Linked DNA regions of Mus musculus: regions 1 and 2 are each linked to region 3. Evidence: chromatin contacts called from public promoter capture Hi-C data. All regions are on one chromosome and are shown on one strand. Each heading gives the region's core, a stretch centred on a gene start, on an enhancer-like site or on the middle of the called end of the contact. The rest is flanking DNA. Distances are from core to core; before and after follow the strand shown. Region 1 has its middle 14 kb from the start of Gm34286. Region 2 holds the start of Tm4sf20 (transmembrane 4 L six family member 20). Region 3 holds the start of Ccl20 (chemokine (C-C motif) ligand 20).

Region 1 (4,839 bases), core at 999-3,498, 320 kb after region 3:
TCAACTTATTAACTAGTAAATAACTAGAGTTAGTGATATATATTACGATTTGACTATTTTTATATAGACATTTTTATATATGCATATGTGTGTATACACATAATACACACATGCTTTACACATAAACTTGTTCTGCGGTGATTCAAGCTCAGAGCACGTTAGGGAAGGACTCTAGCACTGACATTATCACCTCAACTCACCTTTATGTTTCATGTGTGAGAAACCTCACCACCCAAATTCATGTTAGTTCTTTCTGGAGATGGGGGGCATTTGCTCAGATTGATCAGGTCTGCCCTCCTAAATGGATTAGCATGTTTGTGGGTCAATGGATCATTGGAGGAGTGACTTGTGTAACACTACCCAATATGTTTGCTGTGTCACCCTTGTGCAAAGCTTTCTGCTGTGTCATACTGCTGACATAAGAGGAAGGCCCTTCTTACCGGAAGCCCCGTGGATGCCGAGCCTCTGACATCGAACTTCCCAGCCTCCACCACCACAAAGTGATCTGAACCTCTTTTCTTAGTAAATTCCCAAGCTTTAAACATTTTGTTACAGTGTCAGAAAGCAGACCAAGACAACACAGAACATTTGCTAAGGGGACAGACAATAGGTCCTTCTACCATGCTCTAGCCTCTGTGAGATAATGGATGTGCTAGCTCAACTGACTCTGAAAACCATTTCGCCTGGGTAGATGTGAGAGGGAGCAAAGACATAACTCAGCTTCTTGCATAGCATGTACTCGCGAGTGCGTAAAACTTGCTCCTGTGAAGCTTGACAAAGGCAGACCCCCCATGGGAGCCGGGGCAACAAACCTGGATGCTTCCGCCATGCAGGCCCTGGGGTATGGACTGCAGGCCAACAACCTCCCTTCCCCTCCTTCCCACCCCCGTTTACCTTGCTCACACCTGATTTTTTTTTCAGATTTATTTTAATGTATTTGTATATACATATGGCGGGAGTGGTGGATGCGTACATGGGAGAGAGCACTTTGTGGAGACCAGAAGAAGGTAATACCCTTAAGGCTGGAGTTACAGGCAGTTTGTGCATCTGAGTTACAAGCATTGGGTGCATCTGTTGCGGATGCTCAGAGTTGAAGCCGAGACCTTTGAAGACCAGTACACACTCTTCACCACTGAGCCGTATCTTTGGAGCCTGACTGTTGGCTTTGGTTTCCTATACAGATGGAGTTTCACTATGCTGTAGGCTGGTCTCAAACTTCTGAGCTTAAACATTCCTCTCACCTCTGCACCCTCCCATCGGTCTTCCCAAGCCATACGCTGGGATTCCAGCTGTAGGCCACCACATCTCGAGTTTGCACAGGAGACTTCCTCCTGCACGAGCATTTCCTCCCTGGGCTGCGTCGTGGCCATGTGGCAACGTTTCTTCCTTTGCTTCGCCTGTCTCTGCTTGCTCCTTCCCTCTCCTTGTTGCTGGCACCGGCTCTTCTGAGTCAGACAGTGCTGGGCTTCTTCAGGCTTGGCAGATAATTCTTCCTAACGCTATCTCACCTCTGGCTCGGGTCTTGACACTCATGCCTGCTGAACACACGGTTCCTCCCATGAGCTCCTGGTTGAGACATCTTCCTGGACTGAGTACTTTCTGAAATTCCTATTTCGAGTCCTGGCGGTTTACTGTTTCCTTGGCTACTAAAATCTCCTAAGGTAAACTGCTCTTTCCTGTTTCTGCCCACAGACTAGGGGATTCTCTTATAAAGGACTCTCTAAACATACCATGTTCTCATTGTTTTGAATTAAAACAAAACAAAAACCTAAAATAGCACCTTAAGGAAGGAAGGGTTTATTCTGGCTCGAGGTTTGAGGGCCCGTCTATCCCAGCAGGGAAGTCACAGCTGCGGAATGCGAGGCAGGTCACACCTCATCTACAGTCAGGAAGTAGAGAGATGGTCCCTGACTCTCAGATTGCTTTCTGTTTCAGCATCTGGTCTAGGGTCTCAGTCTATAAGACAGTGCTTCCCACATCTGGGGTGAGTGTCTCCTGTACATTTTTTTTTTCACCTGAGCACACCATGGATTCTGCTACGCAGGAGGATTCCAACAAATGTGTACTAAATGGAAGACCCTTGGTTAATTGGACCCTCCAGGAGACTATGCATTGCTTCAGTTCAGTTCTGAGCACTTTGAACTGGGCTCTGGTTACTTACAAATGTCAAGGCGGCCTCCTCTCAAAGTTCAGCTGCTTCTCAAGTTTCCATTTCCCCATAACTGTCATCAGTTGACAAAACTGTAAGTCTAAAGCATAGTTATTTGATGAGTCATGAACCCCACCTAGAGTGTTGTTGTGGACACTGGGCCTCACATAGGTAGAGGTTTCCTAAGCTTTTAATAAATATTTTTAATACCTGCAAGTGAGGTCATGTTTTAGTAATCGGATATCTCTATGCTCAGGGAGCTCAGACCATTCATAGTCTGGGTTGGGTAGTTAGTGACACATATAAAAGATGGTAAAGATAAATTAATCCAGGAGCTGGCAAGGTGGCTCAGTGGTTAAGAGCACTGACTGCTCTTCCTGAGGTCCTGAGTTCAAATCCCAGCAACCACATGGTGGCTCACAACCATCAGTAATGAGATCTGACGCCCTCTTCTGGTGCATCTGAAGACAGCTACAGTGTACTTAGATATAATAATAAATAAATCTTCTGACCAGGGTGAGTGGGACAGACCGGAGCGAGCAACCTTCATTCCTAGCAATCACATGATGGCTCACAACCATCGGTACAGCTACAGTGTACCCATATACATTAAATAAACAAACAAATAAATAAATAAACAAATAGATCTTTTAAAAAAAGATAAACTAATCCAGGTGAGAGCATTGAGAGAAAGGGCAGGTCACATGACTGTTGAGCTATGGGGGTGAGGGAAGCTTCTATAGAAGACAACAGGAAGTAGGACCTGCAGTGTCTGGGAAGCAATAGGAAAAAAATGAAACTCTAGGAAATCCCCATTCTCTCCGATGGGCTTGAGAGAGGAGTCATTGAATTGGTTTTTACTTGGCCTGCCTATAGGGGTGGGAGAACTGATCAAAAGACAACCAACTTGGAATAACCAGAAGCAAACGAGCATATGTGGAAACTTCAAGGATCACACAGACACTGCATGGCAGACCTGTGCCCACAGGCCAAGGAACTACGCAGATAGGGTAACGGACCGATCTGTGTCCCAGCGACAGCTCCTTCCTTTCTGTACTGTGTCTTCTCTGTAAATATCAGGAGTGGTTGCTTGGAGTTCTTGCCCTCATAGGCTGGACTTCAGGAAAACTCTAAAGGCAGTATCTTCAGACTCAATAATACCTGCCCAGCAAAATTCTAAACACGATACCTTGGGCTCAATAGTATCTGCCTAGCAAGCTCATGTACCCCCTCATGGGAAGGAAGGAGCAGGCAAGAGGCACCGGTCTCCCACAGAGAATCCAGACAGCCTGCAGAGTCCATAAGCCCAAACACACGGGCTCCCCATCCCTTCCCACAAGCCCTCCAAGTAGAACAGCTTGCTGAAGGAGGAGGTGGGTCCCTGCTGTTACAAAAGACACTCTAAGCTGCCTGAGGCTACCAAGAATTGTCAACCTATAAATAAAGTGTTCAGACAAATGGCTCAACTGTGAAACGCAGTTGAAAAATTAGTGAGGGTGTCATACTAAGATTTAGGAAGCTGAGTTGGTTTTGTTGTTGTTAGTTGTTTTTTTTTTTTTTCAAAGCTTTTAATTGTTCATTAGACCCCAAGTTAACAGTTAGCTGCTGCCAGCACAGCAGGGGACATGCACACAAGAGTGGATCCCATTCTGTAAGCCAAGATGAGAAATTACACACTGTTATTCATGAACCAAGGCAGGTCCCTTACCAAAGGAATGAGACTCTTCTCTCAGACACCCAAGGGTGTCAGATTTGCACAGTCTAGTTTCCACTAAGCTAGTAAAACTAATCAAAGCAATTTTTCAATGCAGAAACTTTGCATTGTTTGGTGAACTTTTATTTACTTACTCATTTATTTGATATGTTCATTATGTAGTATAGACTAGCCTTAAACTCTAGCGCCTCCTGCCTCAGCTTTACACCATACCTTTCTTTGTAAAAACATCTAGGAAATCTCACAAGCTGTTGTGGGTCCAGTCAGCTCCTAGCTGCAGGAACAGAACACATGTGTTGTCTTCCTAGATCCAGCCAATGTCTTGATTGCCCAATGTGTCCTTGACTGTATTGTGCTATATGTCCAGTTGCATCTTCAACTTTTTTTTTTTTTTGAGTCTTCATAAGCAAAAATCTTGCATACAAAGGTCTCTGTCCTCTCATTTTCAGGACTGAGGCCCTTCTCAGTGTGAAAGGGAAAGGACTAGTGACTAATTGATATGATTCATGGAAGAGGAACTAGACAGTAAGGGACAAGAAATATGCTGTATCAGACTCTAGAGAACCGAATCACAGTGCAAACATGGTTCTCTTAGTCAGACTGATCTTCAGCAAATCCCTACAGAACCAGGGCTTTCCTTTCGTTGGGCCTAACAAGCTAATACACTTCGTACAAACTGATGTATATTTGATATATTGCTTTTAAGAATTCATTTGGATTTAAACAGGAAGATGGTCTCAAAGACGCAGACATCTCTGTAATCCTGGCACTGGGAGAATTGTGAGTTCAAGGCCAGTCTGAGCTGACTGTTGAGTTCGAGGGTGGAACGCTCACTTAACATTGTTCCCTAACTTATTTAGAGACAATCTTTAAAAAGGACTTGAGACCTAGCTATGCATGGTTGACACCTTTGGTAGAAATCAGGTGACTGATGAAAAGGGACAACAGAGCATCTTCACTGTACATTTAAACCTAT
Region 2 (4,378 bases), core at 640-3,139, 350 kb after region 3:
CATTAAAGACCTCAGCTGAGTGAAAGCAATGTGAATATATTCTATTATTTTGAAGCACTTGCCTTTCAAGAGATGCATGTATTATATGTCTGCTTACATTGGCTGTATACACCACGTGTTTTAACTTTAAAGTGTTCCCTCCTTCCCCAATGTAATTTATGAATAAAACAATGGAAAATACTGTGTTTCACTGTCTTTGAATTTTTTTTTCAGACTATTGGAACTGATGTTTTGGCAACACAGGTTGCGAACTCCAGGAAAGTTTAAAAATTGAGTTAAAGTTTGACACTGAATATAAGGAAACGAAAGCTACTGAGATTGAGTCAATAGACTCCTGGGTTGTTTTACGTGGGCTAAGGGCTCTCTCCATTTAGTTATTCAGGAGATGGGCTGAAGAAGCTATTGACATGGTCAATGCATGACTTCTTAGATAGTTTAGTTGTTTCCGGTCTATGTGGAAAACAAGGTAGACATAGCCTAGTGCTTGCAAAGCAATGTGGCTTGAAAGTGACATTGTTTTCTTTCCCTCTCTTTCTACTGGTTTGAAGTAGTCACATGGTCTTACTTAGCTGTAAGTGGATAAGTGTGAATAAGTATGGAGATGAATTAATATGAGAGAAAATTCATATATCTTTATATATGTATACCAATATATCAGTGGCTACCTATGCACTATGTGACTCATGATTTTTCAAGACAGCTAAGGCAGCTTTACTACCTATTTATATGCCTTGGATTCTTGCTGGGGTAGTTCAACCAGTCAGGCAGCAGACTGCATGGTTAAGACCTGGCTTGTCATCATGTGAACCCTTTGCATGGGATGGAACTGCAGTGACAGAGGGTTGAGAAGATAGCAGGAGCTGGAGAGTCCTGACTTATCTTACAAATATTACCTGTCCTTCTAGATACAAACATACACATGGTTCAAACTGTTTTCAAACGATCTAATGATGGAACCTAGATACTCTAAAGAGTTTTCTCCAAACATTTGAATAAGACAGCAATAACTGTTTTGTTTGTTATTCATTTCAGTGTCTTTTCAGTTGTCCTCTCTGTAAACAAAGTGGTATTTTCCCCAGAGCCGCCTGCCTTTGAAATCTGGATATGCAGTGACAGGATGGACCTTTATGAGATACACAAAGCAGCACAAACTAAAGGCTTGTTCCTCTGTCTGCTATAGTTGAGGAGGACCATGGCAGACATGGAACCTTCGTCTCCCGTCTAGCCTCTCTGCCATTGCTTTTATCATAGTGTCCATATTTGATCACTTTCCTTCTGGTGCCATTAGTCAAACCTCCCACAGGTTGTAGGTGGGATGTGTACAAAGGATCTACTTTACAAGACTGGGAAAATTAAGGATTAAAAATGCTGCATGTGAGACAATAGCCTGAAATGAAACACTAATATTTAGAGTAATCAGGAATACTTGCAGAGAAGATTGCTTTCCCTAATCTTATACAATGTTCATATTCTTACTGAATAACTCCAAAATAAGGATACTTTATATATAATATCCTTGTATCGTCCAATAATATAAAACTATGAAAAGTAGTTTATTCTAATTGGATATACTTTTTGTCTTCTTAGATTTTTACAAGGCACATCAGTAGAGGAATATTTTAGGAGTTATGCCACACAAGCTTTTTTTTTTTTAAATCAGTTTTTACTTACCTGTATTCATGTGTAAGTTCATCACACAGCAACATTAGATTTTTTTTTCTATCTGTTTCCCTTCATCCTATCATAATATGATTATTGGTTCCCGTCATAATCCTCACAATAACATCCTGCCCTACTGGACTCTGAACTGCTTTCCACAACTCATTTTTCATAAGTGCTAAACTTTAACCAGAACGTTGGGATAAAAGGCCAGGCAGAGAGCTACACGAGCCCAGCCACCCTGAGGAGGTTTCTAACTGAACCAGGAAAACCATGACGTGCTGTGAAGGGTGGACATCCTGCAATGGCTTCAGCCTGCTCATTCTGATCCTGCTAGGAGTGGTTATCAATTGTATACCCCTGGGAATCAGCTTAGTGGAGGCAGACTCGACTTCTCAAAACCCCATCTCCTGCTATGAGTGGTGGTTTCCAGGAATTATAGGAGCAGGTCTGATGGTGAGTAATACCTACATGAACAGACTTGGAGAAGGGTGTCTGATGCCTTTAACTATGACTTTCAGCCTTGCACAGTTAGGAATGTGATTACCATCAATTTATAATGTTACATTGTGAAGAATGATAATTTATGTACAGAAAGCGATGGTCCATCTTAGGGACCTTAAGGCAAAAAGCAGGTTAAGTCGTTACCTATAGCATTTCTTCACAGGTGGGATGATACCTCTGAACTTTATTATTTAACATTAAGGAACTTCAGTTTTTCTTTTTTAAAACATGGTGCTGGCGATGGAACTCGGGGCCTTAACCACTCTGTGGGATATTGTTTAAATCTATTGCCTCTTTTTCTCTGCCCCATCCTGATTTCTAGGTATAGGGAACGTGGCAGCAGTGGGAACTTGCTCTACGGGAATGAGAAGCACCCCTGCGCATGGGTAGCCTTGGAGATGGCATAGTGAGGCTTAGCCTGCTTCTCAAGGGAGCTGGCCTAAGACATAGAGTTCGAAATCCTGGGTCTCTTTTATAAGATGCTTGGCCATGGTCATGGTGTTTTATCACAGCAATAGGGAAGCAACTAAGCCAGTTTCTGACCTCAACAACTTTTGGTTTTGAGTATTACATAGATCCCAGAAAGCTTCAGAGTTCTATAGTCTGATGATGGTGAATGGGTGTTCCTTGTTGAAATCTGATGCAAGGTGGGACAACACAGATTTCATGCGTTCTTAACAGTGAACTATCAGAGTCAGGTTCTCATTGTCTCCTAGAAATTGTGATGCAGCCAGTCTGGGTAGAACACATTTGTAGAATCCAATTTTCAGATCTGGAAGATGCACTCCTAGCAGTGCCCCAGCTGAGACAGGCCATTTAGAAAAACTCAGCTATCTCTAGATATGAATTTGCATTGCTGAAAACACAGGAGAGAATATTTTAAAGCTTTGCTACAAGTAGTAAAGAGCACGAGGTAGTGATGGTACCCATCTACATCTCTTGGGCTTTTTTTTTTTTTTTTTTTTTTTTTTTGAGAAACCAAGGAGCCAGAGACTAAACAGACCAGAAAGGACAGGAGGCATAGAACATTCATTTGTTGACATCTTGCTGGAAAGCCTAGTTTAGCGTACATCCTGCCTAGTTTCCACTCTACAATCATCTGGGCTGCAATTATCACTTGTACTTTATATACCAGAAAACAGAAGGCTGAGAATGTTAGCCAGGTCACACAATGGGTGTGAAACCCAGTGCTAGATTTATCTAATGCCAAAGCTAGTTAAAATACTGTCGTCCTCAATCTCTGCCTCAGGCTCACAGAGGTCAAAGATAAAATCCACAAAGTAAAAGGACCAGGAAGCTGAGTCACACAAAGGCCTACACACCTGGGAAACACTTGAGAGAATCTGGACTCCTTGTCTTGCCTATCTTGCTTCCCTCAATAAATATTAACCAAAGGTCATTAGAGCATCAAACTCATGGAGAAGTCTGATGCTCTCCATACGCAGACCCTCAAGCTGGAGGTTAGCCCGACTAGTAAACAGGTGCTAACAGCAGTGCTCGGAAGGCAAGCATACTTTCATGATCCTTGGCTTCACATAAAAGGATGAATCACATTTTTTTTCCGAGGGGAGTTATGTCCCTTGTGACATCTGTCAACTCACTTCTGCAGACACTTTGTAAAGAAGAATTCACTAAGTGTGTTGAGCATTTGTTTAGTCCTTAAAACTTTTGGCCAGTTGTTACATTTCAAGTTAGCCTCCCTTCAGAAATGGGAATTTTACAGGAAACTGCATATAACACAACCTCAGGGCTCATTACTGATTACTTTATGAAGTCATTTGTTTTATGATTTTATGACCAACCCCAATCAGAGGTGAACCTTTTTATCTTTTGAAACTGTAACCAAGTAAAACATTATGTAGTTAATCTTTAAGATTATCTACTAAGGGGAAGGGGATTGTCAATATAAATGTTACTTGATCAAGCATTAAAAGCATTTTAAAATGTTTGTTGTAAAATATAATCAGAAAGGCTCTTTTACTTTATATAAAGTTAACTATAAGCCTGGTCTTACTCATTCTTTTTATTGATTTTTACCCATTACATAAGGGTACTTTTCCAAAGCCAGTTATTAAAATCTTAGTGGAAAACAAATGGCTGTAAGTCAAACTGATTAGAAGACTGCATGCAAACCCTTTACAAAGCAGAGCTTCTGCACTCATGCTGAGCTATGGCTTTAAGTGTTGTTCTCATGTTCAAGAGGACTCCCCAGAGT
Region 3 (4,349 bases), core at 1,826-4,325:
GCTTTATTGTATCAGCATGGCTGCCAGTGGGGGGCAGGGTCTTTGGTGCTCTTTAGAAACAGAGGCAGACCATCTGGAAGGCTGTGGAGGCTCACCAGTGAGCATTGAGAATGATGTCACTCTTTCGGAGCCTTACTGCTATATTCTCTCTAGCTTTTACCACCTTAAGTGTCCCCTTGGACTCCTAAGAGCAATTGGGTTCTAAGAGCATCCTATGTTTTCCTTTGGAAAACTGTTTTATATGAGGCTCAGGACTTCTAAGTACAGAAATGTTCCTAGCTGAGATGAAGAGTTGCTGACAGAAAGATGAGTCAAGTGACTTCTCCAAAGCATATTCAAATGGTTGTTGTTTTTCTACAGTCACCAAGTGTATGGGTCTACTTACTTATGCTAAAATGCATATATCAATAAACACTGACTGTGGGTCTCAAACATAAGGCCATTCTAATTGGGAGTGGGGGGTGCAGGATGCAGGAGAATGGCTTCCAATTCCAAAAGTGCAACCTTTCTGTTTGTTTGGATAAAGCCCAGGCTGTGAGGAGCAGAAGTAAAGGGGAAAGCTGGGCAGAATTAAGTGAAGATACAATTTTTTTTAGGAAATACTTATGTGTGTTGTATGATTTAATATCTTCAGTATACATACCAATAAGTAATATATGACTCTATCAACAAGTACCTTTCAATTCTTTTATTTTCAATATATTCTTATAATTCTTTTCTGTTTTATAAGAAAATCATATCAATTTAAGAAGCAATTAAATAAACAGAACATTAAATATCTTTACAATAGCTTATTGTTGACAAAAAGGTCCATATAAACTATTCCCTTAAACATAATATTAATCCTTCCACTAAGCGCCCCCATGGATTGTGGGAAATTAACATTAAATAGCTAAACATAGAAAATTCAGATCTATAAATAACATAAAATACAACTTAACTCTAATGTGAGCTTAAATATGACACACTATGATGCAATATGAATCAACTTCATCCATTGGACAAGTCCACTGGGACACAAATCAGGTCTGTGCAGTGATGTGCAGGTGAAGCCTTCAACCCCAGCTGTGATCATTTCCTCCTTGGGCTGTGTCCAATTCCATCCCAAAAAAGCATCAGTTTTTTACATCTTCTTGACTCTTAGGCTATAATAAAAGAGGAAAAGCGTAAATTGTGAATTGATGACTAGATGATAGGAATGGCTTTGGTATATCACATCTTCTTATGAGGGATTTGAGTCTGAGAAAAGATGGCTTTGCCCAACATAACTAAGCTAGTTAATGAGAGAAACGGGATGTGAACACTTATCTAACATCTCTAAATTCAGTATCTATGGCACAGTAGTATCAGATACCATCTATTGATAAAATGCTACATTACTGACATAAGCCAGTATCACTGGACTCTTCATAATTAAATTTATTTTTCAGGCTTTAGCAACCAACCAAGTGTCAGGAAGTATGTAAATGATATAATGAGGAAACATCTTTTCCACAAGAATCAAGTAGCTATTGACTATCAGCTGCACAGGGAATTCTAAGACACCTTGAGAGACAAGTCATTAAGTTAAAATAATATCAAAAATGATGATGGTGTTGGCATACAACTGCAAAATGCATCCTGTGCTTGCATGATCTAACTCAAATCCCCCTTCTAAAGTTCAATGTCACTAGGCTGAAGAACTCCAGCAGACCTTTGATCCACTCTCTGCTTCCTTATCCCCATCATTTGGAGAGAGACTGCTTGTCCTTCAATGATCCATACCTGAGGAGGTTCACAGCCCTTTTCACCCAGTTCTGCTTTGGATCAGCGCACACAGATTTTCTTTTCTTCGTGTGAAAGCTGAAAATCAAAAATTAAAAATTTTCACATGCAGTGAAATTTCCATGTATTCCTGAAGGAACTGAATTTAAGTTGGTGAATAACTTACATGATAGCATTAATGTCACAAGCTTCATCGGCCATCTGTCTTGTGAAACCCACAATAGCTCTGGAAGGAAGAGGCGTCTGTATGTACGAGAGGCAACAGTCGTAGTTGCTTGCTGCTAAAAGGCATAAAAAGGTATTAAGTCCACAGGAATGAATTTCCATGTCTTTGAGCTCCACTTTAACATAGTTCCCAGTTATTTTTTTTAATCGTATGCTGGGATGTTTTGGTTTAACTAACACAATTCACAAGACCATGGCTTCTCGCCATCTCTAGTAAGAAATGCAGATACTTCATTGCAATTCACCATAGTCTTTCATCTTTAGAATATAGAGGGAACTCCTATATTCTCTATCTCCTATATTCTATATGACTATATCCTATAATCTTGCCCAAAGCACTCCAGGGCTGTTGTATTGGCTGGTGGCACTTAAGTCAGGTTCATAAAGTTCACCACATGTTTCCAGCCATGCACCTGTTGCAGATAACAATATAATAAAGCAATACTTGGGCACGCCTCGAAGTTAAAGTCTAACCTGCTGTAAGGTACTGGATAAATGTTATCTTAAAGTTGGAGAACAATGTCCTTCAGGCCTCATGGGGACACTAAGGTCAACTGTCATAGTCAGAACTTTAAAAATAAGTTATGGACTTTACTAACATTACTTGGTTGGGAGATTAAACAAAAAGCTGGCGGTGAAATGTTCTACGCATTTCTGAATGACCATATATATCTTGAAATACACTCTAGCGCATCACTCCCAGAAATGGTACTTGGGTCTTGTCCTGAAGTTTAAGTGTCCCTGAAAGTCCATCCATCACTCTTCACATCTGCTAGGATTGATGGCAGAGAAGAAACCTGATTGCTAGCATCGACTCATTTCTCCTCTTATCTATGAGCCAACCAGTCTCCCTGACATATTCCTTAGCATGCTGCTGTCCTCAGGGAACCCCTAGATATGGTCCAGAGGACAGAAGTCTCCTGTAACCAGCAGAAGGCGCCACCCTTACCTTCTGCCTGGCTGCAGAGGTGAGCCAGCAGTACCCATGCCAAAGCAAGGAAGAGCAGACGCTTGCCACCGCAGGCCATTCTCAGCTCCAGGAGTTGATGTACTCAGTGCTGGGTACCCAGTGCCCTGCGAGTGCTCCTGTGCTCCAGCACCAGCCCTTCTTATAGCAAAATACTGGGAATGTACACAAGAAGGCGTGTTCTCACCCGGGGTTTTCCCCCATTGATTAATCTGCCTCATCCTGTCACCACAAAGAAAACCCACAGGGAAAACTTCCTGCCTTTTCCTACTGTTGAGAAGGTGTGAAGGTCAGGTGGGGGGTGGGGAGGGCAGGGGAGGAGGGAATCCTGTTAATTCCTCAGGATGTAGGAGGAAGAAATGCAGCTCAGACGAGTGGCCCAGAAATGGCACCTGTCCAGGTTTAACTTAATCTCTCTCTCTCTCTCTCTCTCTCTCTCTCTCTCTCTCTCTCTCTCTCTCTCTCTCTCTCTCTCCCTCCCTCCCTCCCTCCCTCTCTCTCTCTCTCTCTCTCTCTCTCTCTCTCTGTGTGTGTGTGTGTGTGTGTGTGTGTGTGTGTGTGTGTGTGTGTGTTGGAAAAAGAGGGACAGACTCTGAATGGAACATATCATACTATCATACTCCTATTGTGTATCCAGTCCTAGAGGGGAAAGATTAGGTGGGATGCCAGACGTGCTGCAACACATGCTTGTGATTACCTGGTTGGTGTTTAGCTGTCATAAAAGTTTCTGAATTTCTAGAATGACATCCAGAACAGGTAGAAAAACAACATGACAGAGGTGTCCCAAACTATTGTGGAAAACACCAGTCTCAACCCGCCACTTCACCTTGATGGCATATCAACTTCTCTACAAATTGTTTATGTTTGACGGCAGCCAAGAAAAAGTCTTCAACCAGACTTTTGTTCTTTGTGTTGATATATTTAATGCAGAGCCTAAGGGAGGGAAAAGAGCAAACACTACCAGAAATGGCCAATCTGAAAAACAGTCCAAAGATGGTGGTGATGATGTTAATAACATATTGGGATCTCTAATGTGTGATAAGACAGAAATACCATATAGAGAACTCAAGAAAACTGAGTGGTAAGAGAACCAAGAAAAAGTAAATAAAGACACCTGGACTAGACATGATAGGTGATAAATAAAACAGACAATGTTTCAGATAAGGAGGGAGTCTCGGATTATTAAAGAATCTATTCATTTAAGATTATAGAAATATATATGAGGATATTATTAATATATACACACCAAGCAACTGTATCACTAAATATATGATATAAAAACTGACAGAGCTGAAGAGAGGAGGAGAAATCTTCAATAGTCCAGATTGAAGACTACCATTCATACTTGTCAATAATTATCAGAAAAAGTGGGCTGAGAACCCCCCAAAATAGA

Evidence for each region. Promoter capture Hi-C pulls out the DNA fragments that hold promoters and counts their contacts.
Region 1: a promoter capture Hi-C map of epiblast stem cells shows a contact between it and region 3, with 2.4 times the contacts expected there. The contact joins the enhancer-like site here to the promoter of Ccl20 in region 3. A contact is called at or near these places in 10 of 39 promoter capture datasets (the 3T3-L1 cell line, 3T3-L1-derived adipocytes, the HPC-7 cell line and 4 more) and 1 of 9 other capture datasets (liver).
Region 2: a promoter capture Hi-C map of stem cell-derived epiblast-like cells shows a contact between it and region 3, with 3 times the contacts expected there. The contact joins the promoter of Tm4sf20 here to the promoter of Ccl20 in region 3. A contact is called at or near these places in 11 of 39 promoter capture datasets (the 3T3-L1 cell line, 3T3-L1-derived adipocytes, the C10 cell line and 6 more), 1 of 115 datasets of contacts at active chromatin or transcription factors (pancreatic cancer cells) and 1 of 9 other capture datasets (adipose tissue).

The regions. Positions count from the first base shown.
Region 1 is chr1:82,792,845-82,797,683 of GRCm38.p6, reverse strand. No RefSeq gene overlaps it. Among named protein-coding and RNA genes, the nearest start is that of Gm34286, 14 kb to the left of the region's middle. Within about 2 kb of position 2,248, at least 121 of the 459 cell types and tissues checked have an H3K27ac peak or open chromatin away from gene starts, as enhancers often do. A contact at or near this core is called in epiblast stem cells, where this site is marked.
Region 2 is chr1:82,765,972-82,770,349 of GRCm38.p6, reverse strand. It overlaps Tm4sf20 (transmembrane 4 L six family member 20), which reads left to right and starts at 1,889. Exons shown (of 4, transcript NM_025453.4): 1 at 1,889-2,115. The coding sequence starts at 1,933.
Region 3 is chr1:83,115,492-83,119,840 of GRCm38.p6, reverse strand. Ccl20 (chemokine (C-C motif) ligand 20) reads right to left here and starts at 3,075. Exons shown (of 4, transcript NM_016960.2): 1 at 2,939-3,075; 2 at 1,931-2,045; 3 at 1,765-1,842; 4 at 674-1,145. The coding sequence starts at 3,017. The coding sequence ends at 1,124.